Regions from separate parts of the Mus musculus genome. Here regions 2 and 3 are each linked to region 1. Evidence: chromatin contacts called from public Hi-C and promoter capture Hi-C data. All regions are on one chromosome and are shown on one strand. The core of a region is the stretch at or near the end of the contact, and the rest is flanking DNA. Distances in the headings are between cores, read along the strand shown.

Region 1 (2,937 bases), core at 307-2,806:
AGTCTTGTGGTTTGCTTAAATACCAGACTCTATGCTTCTCCAGTGTGAGACAGCCACTGTTGGACTACTTACACACACAGCATCCTGAAGCCAATCTAATAAGTCCTCTCTTAATATATATGTCCTATCAATTCTGTTCCTTTAGAGAACTTTAATACATGTATAATATGTTCATATACAAGCATGTATAGAAACATATATATGTGTTCATAGATATATATAGATGTAGATATACTTACATGTAGGTATGTATGCATATGACCTCTTCGGAGTAAGTTGTATACATAGTGTTCATCTATTTATGTTACTGTGTGTTAGTGTGCATGCATGCATGCACCAGAGACTTCTCTTATAAGGTCAGGGCAGTCAGTGACTGAAAGCTGGAAATAAAGATATAGTGCTCTTATCTAATCTGTAGACCTTGCTCAGATTTTAGCCTCCCTTTAAAGCTCTGCTTCTAACAGCCTCAAGGGCACCTTCGGCCTCTCATGAGGCTTGCTTCCTCTTTCTTTCTTTCTTTCTTTCTTTCTTTCTTTCTTTCTTTCTTTCTTTCTGTCATTTAACGTAATGGTGCAAATAACCATCGTCGTCATTGTTAAACATCTGCAATGAGCAGGACTTGGAATTTGATAGTTTATCACTTTTACCAACATGTCTACAAAAAAGGTATTTTTTGAGTCCAACAGATTGGGGGGGGGGGGTAACTTTTGCGGTGCGGAAGTACTGGGACCGAATTCAGGCTGGATAACAGCTGGGGAAACGCAGGGGAAAACAATGTCATTTGAAATTGATTAACAAGCTTGGCTTGGGGAGTTCGCATATCTCTAGATGAGACTTCCTGGGACCAAGGGAGGCTGGGTAAAGTCAGAGAAAAGCAGGAAGAGGTGCCAAGAGTGGCTGTAAGGGAGTTTGATAAGCATTTTGCTGTTCACATTGGAAGCCCAAGGTCTGCTTCTTGCTATCAATTTTCTTAATCCACATCTCTTTCTGCAAGGTCACTATCCTGGTAATTTTGTACAACTTTGGATAAAGAGGCTTTCTTCAGAAATGGTTCTCCGTCTGCCGCCTGTGGAGCCATGGTGTCAGTGCAGGTGAATATAGCTGACACCTCTGGCCGCCTGGCTTGTCGAACAAGTGTGTCCAAGCTGAGTGGCCATAGCCAGTGACGTTTCTGATTTTTATTATTGCAAGAGAAAGGATGAAGGGCCTTTCTTTTAGTCGTCTGTACTTGGGACACCCAGGGAAGAGGTTGGGTAGCCTGGTGCTGTTACACATAGAATGCAACAAAAGTATAGAGTGGGGACAGCTACGGGTTGTTTTTCTAGCAGAATGGGGAAAAAAGAGCGATGGTACGGCACAGCACTCCCCACCGGCAGCCAGGGTCCGCGCGACAGCCCGGAAGGGAACCTGCGCCAAGGCACTGCCACGCAGGCGGAGACCGAGCCTCCTGGCGCCGACCCGGGCGGACGCGGGCGCGCCCCGCCGCTTAGCTACCCGTCCGCGCACGCGCGTACCCTGCCTTCGGGCCTCCGAGGAGCGGCTGGAGCAACTCGCCACCGGAACCGGAAGTGGGCCTTACTCTAGGAGGAAGAAGCCGGCCGGGCCCCGTCAGGAGGCGGCCGCCGCTGTTCTGAGGGACTGTGGCCGCGCTCCTGGGAGCGGGTCTGGGGCTCAGCCGGCGGCCCGAAGGTGCGGCGCCATGAAGCTGTACAGCCTTAGTGTCCTTTACAAAGGCGATCCGAAAGCGGTGCTGCTCAAGGCCGCGTACGACGTGTCTTCCTTTAGTTTCTTCCAGAGGTCCAGGTAAGTGGGCCGGGCCCGGGTGGCTGGACCCGGAGTCCAGGGAGTCGAGTCTCTCGAAGGGCGAGCACGGCTTTGGCCTCCCTCGGGCGGCAGGCTGTACCTGAGGAGTCGTTAGCAACCCTGGGAAAGGGCTCTGCCCTACGCGGTATTGCCCAGTTGTAGAAAGATTGGAAGGCCATTGATTACAGACGCGCTGCCAACTGTTCTGATCTGGGATCTCCGGACTCAGAAATAAGTATGTTGACTACGCCTCGCACCCTGTGATTTAACCAGTGTTTGGTGTCTTAACCTTTGTATTTCGTCGTTGCCAGTGGTTCTCACCTTCCTTGCGCTGCGACCCTTTAGTACCGTTTCTCATGTTGAGGGAACCCTCCCACCCCCAACCATAAAATTATTTTCGTGGCTACTTCATAACTGTAATTTTGCTACTGTTATGCATATGTATTTTTGGAGATTGAGGTTTGCCAAAGGGGTTGCAGCCCACAGTTTGTGAAAGTCGCTGGTCAAAGCTCTTTCCAGAAGTTCTGTATGGAGGTGTTTCTTTTATGAGTAAAATCGTTGATTCCTCAAGGATTGGGAGTCAGGGGTCAAACTCATTCTTTTTAGTGTTTGGGCCTTGATTATCAGGAAGGGTCCACACTGGTAGCTAGGCAGGAACCACTGGATTTGTATTGCTTGTAGGCATGTAAAGGATTGTGGGGTGCTTTAATTGTAAGCTGCACAGATACCCAGTCTTGTGGGAGTGACTCAGACACAAAAGGAAAAGGGCCCAACAGGGTAGGACCTGTGGTCATCTTGACTCAACGTCTGGGGAAATCTGCTTGTTCAGGTTGTGTCTCAGCTTTTGATGGTTCTAATGACTTCATATAAGTGGGATATATAGTAGTTGGCTTTTTGTGTCCCACTGATTTTACTAAGCAGAATGACCCCAAGGTTGACCTATGTTTCTGCAGATACCAAATTTTTCTCCCCTTTAAAATATATACAGTATTGAGTTTTATGTAAACACTATGTTTTGTTTATGTATCCATCCGCTGATGGACATGAGTTGCTGTGGATTATAGTTATGTGAATAGTGTTTGCCAAGGGGTTGGAAGGTAGCTTGAGTGGAGAAATAGTTCATTCAGGAGACTG
Region 2 (2,937 bases), core at 175-2,674, 1.8 Mb before region 1:
GTCAGCAGCAGCAGACTTCATTCTCCTGGGCTGGTCCCACTCCCTGCTAGCAGTTTTCCTTGGCAGGTATCTCATGACTCTGGCATCTCTAACATCTTGGGGTCTCCAAGGCAACTTCAACTTTACAGCTTCTTAATCTAACTTTTATTCCAATGTCTGGGATCCACACATGATCTTTTGGGGATCCTCTAAAGGGCTGGCATCACTTCTCCAGCTCTGCCCTCTGAAGCACTCTAGGCTCTGCTTGACTCCAGCCAACTGCTGCTGCTGTTCCTGGTTATCATCTTATCGTACTGGCATCTCCAATACACTGGGGTCTACCACTGCAACTAGGCTTCACCAAGAGCCTCTCATAGGCTCTCTTCATGGGGCAAGCCTCAACTCCTTTGCATGACCCCTTCAGTCCTGGGCCATCAACTGTAACTGTAACTGCACCTTCACCAATGGCCTTCCCTGGCCTCTCACGGTGCCAAGCCTCAGCTGCTCTTCATGACACCTTCATGCCTTCAAACTAATACTGCCTGGGTAACTCTTACACACTGCCAAGTACAGCTGCAGCAACAACCATGGCTATCTCTGGAACACAGCTTCTTTGTGCTCTCAGAAAACACTTCCCAGAAGATTTCACCTCAGTGATGCTGGTCTCGTCTTAATCACTAATTTCTTAGCTCCAGCTAACCAGCATCAACTGTCCCAGCAATCCCTTCTACTCTAGACTCTAAAGCCAGAGCCACACAGCCAAATTCTGCTTCCTGTGGCTGGAACCTGATCCCCTTTATTATCTTACCAGCTTTCTGTTTTTCAACTCCCTCACTGCCTAAGCTTGGCTATCCTGAAACTTGCTCAGGAAATTGACTTTGAACTCAGAGATCTGCATGGCTTTGTCTCTTGGGATTAAAGATATGTACCACTACGCCTGAATTATGCTTTTCTTCATCTAGAACTTGCTCTGTCCCAGGCTGGCCTTGAACTCAGATCTGCTTCGTTTTTTGTCTCCTGGAATTAAAGGTGTTAGCACCATGTCCTGGACTCTGTAAGGAGGGATGCAGAGGAGGTGGTGCTGAACCAAAAAATGGGGCTAAAGGTGTAGTAAGTGGGACTCTATGGCATCTTCAAAATGCCAGGCCAAACAGGAAAGAAACAGGGGCGAGGGGTGGGGCGCTGAGGGGGCGAGGAACCGGCCAGAGTCAGGAGGGAAGTTCAGAGTCAGAGGATGTGGAATGGCTTACCTGTCTCCGGCGTCGCAGCCTCAGCTCTGTGTCTGTCTGGCTCACAGAACTTCCTCCAGAGCGTCTGAGGCTCCGAGAATGCCTCGCAACTCTAAGTTGGGAGCCCAGGCCGCTGCCTTGGCAACGGCGTACCGCGCCACGGAGCAGGCGGGGCGGGGCTGGAAGTGCGAAACGGCGAGAGGGCGGGACCGGAAGTGCTCCCGCGGCTTCTCTCTCTGGGTCGCCGCCATCTTGTCATTGAGTTGGATACTTCGTGTGGTGATCTTTAATCTTGTCGTCGCACCGGTTGTCGCCACCGAGGTGGACTGGCAGCCCTGAGCGTCGCAGTCATGCAGGCCGGACCCGTGCAGGCGGTACCCCCGCCGCCGCCAGTAGCCACTGAGTCCAAACAGGTATCGTGCCCCGCGCTCCCTGCCTGCAGGCCTGCTGGAGGCCTCGTTCCTCCCCTCCGCGCGGGCGCTGTGGCACTGCTGCTGGAAGCTCAGGCCACCCCGAAGGACATGGAGGGACTGCAAGTCCCAGGAGTCAGCGCGCTGAGTTGCCTTCTGGTCTCGAAAAAGATATCCCTAGAACCGGACTTTTCAAAACCAGCATGCGGACCTGCACCCCCGGCTTCCTCTGGGGTCTTATGTGAACCACGAAGCCTCCATTCAAAAAGAGGAGAGCTAAGCAAATCATTCTTTCCCCTAGATTAGGAATGGCTGCGTAAATACAGTATGGCTAAGGAAACTTGCCCTGTTTTGTTTTTAACTGCGTCCTCGGATGCTAACCCAAGAGAGTCTGCAGTCTACAGGACAGACGTTCCTGTCAGTATCATGGAGCGTTTATGATAGCCTAATCCGAGCCGGGGACTTGAAGCCCTTACTACCTTTTCTCTGTTTTCACAGCCAATTGAAGAAGAAGCATCGTCAAAGGAGGATCCCACCCCTTCCAAGCCAGTGGTCGGCATTATTTACCCTCCCCCGGAGGTCAGGAACATCGTCGACAAGACTGCCAGTTTTGTGGCCAGGTAACAGCTGCTTCTGCACAGAGGGAACTTGTAGTATAAAGGTCTTTTAAAGCAGCACAGGGGCATCATGGGGAGTTCTAGAGGCTCTGGCTTAGACTCCTTACTTCTTCCAAAACCACAGGAGAGCAATGAGGTAGGTGATAGATAGGACTGGTATGGTTGACATACCACAACAGTAATCGCAGTGAAAGCCATGCCTAGCTGTGTAGTCACTAGGAGTTTCTGCTTCCAAAACAAGTCTGTGGAAATTCCTGGTAGCTTCTTTGTGGCTGCTGATGTGCATATGCTGTGTTAACCTGAAGAAAGAAAAAGAAGAGTTGATTATTCTCATTGTGAAAGGACGACTTTCCCAGAGCCTCAGCTGAATCCAGAGCAAGCTGTTCAGCATGTTAGCTAGTTTCCAGGCAAGGTGAACATTGGTCAGGATTCCTCAACCTCCTCATCCCACATACTTCTGCACCCTTGGATGGAATCTTCTAAGGGCCACTTGACTTCCAACGGTCAACACATCTCCTGGCTTAGGGCACTTATAGAGTATTCTTTTGGCAGCCAGCATCATTATCCAGTCTGCAGATGTTTAGTTTGTCCTTAGAATCCTTAAAAGAGAAAAATCCTATTACCACACTTAGAAATGAGGTGATTTCACAGTCAGTCTGAATTTCTGGCTTTTCCTGAACCAGGCTGCTTCTTACATGGCAG
Region 3 (2,937 bases), core at 308-2,807, 1.0 Mb before region 1:
AATAACAGCCATTTACAGCAATGAGGTCCACATGATGGTTCCGTACTGGCTAGAAACGGCATGAAAATGAATGGCTTTCATTTTTACACAGCAATTACTAAAATTCGCGATGTTATGTACTGAGCAAGTAGTGGGACGAAGCCTGGTAGAACGAATACTCCTGTTCCACCCACTGCGCAGGGTGCGCAAGAAAGGGTGGGCAGAGTTGGCATGGCAAGCGGCTGCTGGATACCTGATACGCTGGGTCCAGACGGGGCTTGCTCCATTTCAGATGGGAGATCAGTCTGAATCTGGGGTCTAACAGTGTGTGGGGCACAGGGGTTGGCCCCGGTGTTTAATTACAGACATAAAAAATGTGGAGGGTGGTTTCCTTTTTCTAAAGGAAAATCCAGAGTTGGGGCGCCCCAAGGGAGGGTCTGGGTAAAACCGCTACTTTGTCAGGTGGCATGCACCTCGCAGCGGGTCTAGCTACTTCTGAGAGGAGTCCTCTCGGGCTGCTCACTGCTCCGCCAGGAGGGGGCGACCCCTTCCCACCCCGCGCTCCCGCGCACCTCGGAACCACTCCTCGGACTGCAGCGTGCTCTGCACCGCGTGGCCTTCGAGCTGCGCGCGGATCTCCCGCAGCGCCGACGTCACGTCGCACTTGAGGGCGTCGCGAGCCTCGGCCTGAGCCTGCGCCTGCGCGGCCCCGCAGCCCTGGATCTGACCGAGCAGCTCGCCCACCTCCTCCTGGTGGTGGCGCCGCAGGTAGCCGCACTCCTCCTGCAGCGCCTGCGCCTTCTTCTGCAGCTCCACGCGCGCCGCTTCCGCCTCCTGCGCGAAGCGCGCCAGGGCGCGCGCCGCCGCCTCCGCCTCCTCACGCTGCCGGGCCTCCTCGTCCAGCCGCTGGCGGACGTGAGCGATGTCCTCCAGCAGGTGCTCCTGCTCCAGGCGCAGCTGCCCGCGCGCCGCCCCGAGGCGCAGCACGGCGCCGCGCATCTCGCGCACCTCGCGCTCGTACAGCTCGCCCATGGCGGCGCGGCCGGCTTGCTGCTGCCGCAGCGCCGCCGCCTCGCCCTCCAGGCTGCGGTTGTGCGCCTCGAGCTGCCTCACCTTGTCGATGTAGCCCGCGAAGCGGTCGTTCAGAGCCTGCAGCTGCTCCTTCTCGCTGCGCGCCGCCACCGCCGCCACCACGCAGCCCTCTGGGCCGTTGCTTAGGGTGTCTAGCGAGTCGGTGCTCGAGGCGGCGCCGCGGAAGCGGCTGGGTGAGGCGGACACGGAGCTCACGGACGTCCGCGCCCACGAGTGGAAGCCGCTGGAGGAGCCGGCCGCGGAGCGCGTGCCGCCCGGGCCTGCCTTGCGGCTCAGCGAGTAGTGCAGGCTGCCGCCTCCGTGCAGCGGCGCGAACGGGGCGCCCAGCAGCGCATCGGCGCTGCCGAAGCTCATCATGGCCGGAGCAGGTGCGGCCGCCAGCGGAGCGGGAGTGCGGGGCTGGGACGGGGCAGGCAGCACTGCGGCAGCTCTGGGACTCCGGCTCTTTTATATCCGCGGTGGCCCGGTCCGGCCCCTCGGCAGTGGGGGGCTGGGGAGGAGGGCCCCACCCTCTCCACCTCCTCCCCCGCGGCCCCGGGCCGACCGGCTTCTCCGCAGTGAGAGGGGCGGGGCTGGGGGGGACGACCCAGGAGTGAAGGGGAATCGACGCATCGTCAGTAGAGCCTCCCGAGGTCAGACCAAGGAGTAAAGGACTTCCGGAGCGGACAAGTGCAGACCTCCAGGTGCATGTCGGAAGACCCTATTAGTCAGAATAAGACCCTCAGAATAAGAGAGGGCACTGGAAATAGGGAGAGGATTGCAGAACTGATGGGTCAGGGCGCCTTCGGGTTGAAGCAGTGGGAGACTGCAGTGATTACTATGAGAGGACACCCCCACTTGAGAAGCAGCACAGGGTTGGTTCCCTGATAGTTAGAGAGGACCTTGAGATGAGGAGTGCAGACTGCAGTCACCCACGAAGGGATTCTGTATGGGGTTGCATGATGGATGCTACTGATGATAAATGGGGACCTTCTAGCTGGCGGTGCAGTGTTCCCCAGATACTACAGCGGCCCTGGGCCACCCAAAGGGGCTTAAGGAACTGTACAGCTGGCTTCGGGGTTGGGGTTGGGGTGGGCGTGGAGTTTGAAAGGACCGCAAAGCTACCCTGAGAAGGAGAACACTGCAGACGGAGAAAGGGAGCGCTGGGTGAGAGGAACGTGGTGCTCTCTAAAAATTCCAGTGGCCACGACTGGAAAGTGGAGTCTCCTCTTGCCCGGAAAGGAAAACTGCCTACGAAGAACAGGGGGTCCCTCAGTAGGCAGCAAGAGCCTCAACACCGAAGCCAAGTTCTGCCACAGGGTGGGGTTAGCTTCTGTGCTTCGCTAGCTGAATGACCTTGTACAAATTGTGTTCTCCTATGTTTGGTTTTCCCTTGTGTGCAAGAGACAAGATGCAGCTCCAAGCTCCCATGTGCCCCTAGGAGGTTCGAACTTGGGAAATGTCTGGCTGATTTTGGGGAGGAGAACCCACATATTGCCAGTCGGAATAGTAACCAGTTCCTCTCACCTGAGAACTTTGTCTTTCTCCCTTCCTTGCCCGATTTTTCTGCTTTATCTTGGCATCTCATTCCTTTTCCAGAATAGATGAACCAGTACTGCCGTAAGCATCCCCTTTCATGCTCCGAGGAAGTGGTGGAGTGGTTTTTCAGTACCAAAGTCCACCGACCTCCATCATGAGCCCTACTGAGGCTTCAGGTGAAAGGGCGGGGACGGCGGAGGGGCTTAGACTTGGAGCTCTTGCTTTATTATACGGCTCGTTCTTGGTTTGGTTTTCCGGTCAAAAGCGGTGTTAGTGGACGGAGCCGCCCGTGCCGCTATCGCTTCAGCACCACGGACAGCAGCCGCTCCTCGGATGGGAAGGGTTAAA

What was found. Promoter capture Hi-C pulls out the DNA fragments that hold promoters and counts their contacts. Hi-C and Micro-C count contacts between places; a contact is called where the count stands out from the background.
Region 2: a promoter capture Hi-C map of liver shows a contact between it and region 1, with 7 times the contacts expected there. The contact joins the promoter of Sf3a1 here to the promoter of Ykt6 in region 1. A contact is called at or near these places in 2 of 39 promoter capture datasets (both in liver).
Region 3: a Hi-C map of B cells shows a contact between it and region 1, with 5 read pairs. The contact joins the promoter of Nefh here to the promoter of Ykt6 in region 1. A contact is called at or near these places in 2 of 39 promoter capture datasets (liver and pre-B cells), 1 of 484 Hi-C or Micro-C datasets (B cells), 1 of 115 datasets of contacts at active chromatin or transcription factors (bone marrow-derived macrophages) and 1 of 9 other capture datasets (macrophages).

The regions. Positions count from the first base shown.
Region 1 is chr11:5,954,202-5,957,138 of GRCm38.p6, forward strand. Ykt6 (YKT6 v-SNARE homolog (S. cerevisiae)) reads left to right here and starts at 1,557. Exons shown (of 7, transcript NM_019661.4): 1 at 1,557-1,803. The coding sequence starts at 1,700.
Region 2 is chr11:4,158,930-4,161,866 of GRCm38.p6, forward strand. Sf3a1 (splicing factor 3a, subunit 1) reads left to right here and starts at 1,425. Exons shown (of 16, transcript NM_026175.5): 1 at 1,425-1,621; 2 at 2,117-2,238. The coding sequence starts at 1,559. It overlaps Ccdc157 (coiled-coil domain containing 157), which reads right to left and starts at 1,364. Exons shown (of 12, transcript NM_001164620.1): 1 at 1,230-1,364.
Region 3 is chr11:4,946,507-4,949,443 of GRCm38.p6, forward strand. It overlaps Nefh (neurofilament, heavy polypeptide), which reads right to left and starts at 1,558. Exons shown (of 4, transcript NM_010904.3): 1 at 552-1,558. The coding sequence starts at 1,428. It also overlaps a transcript of Ap1b1 not described here.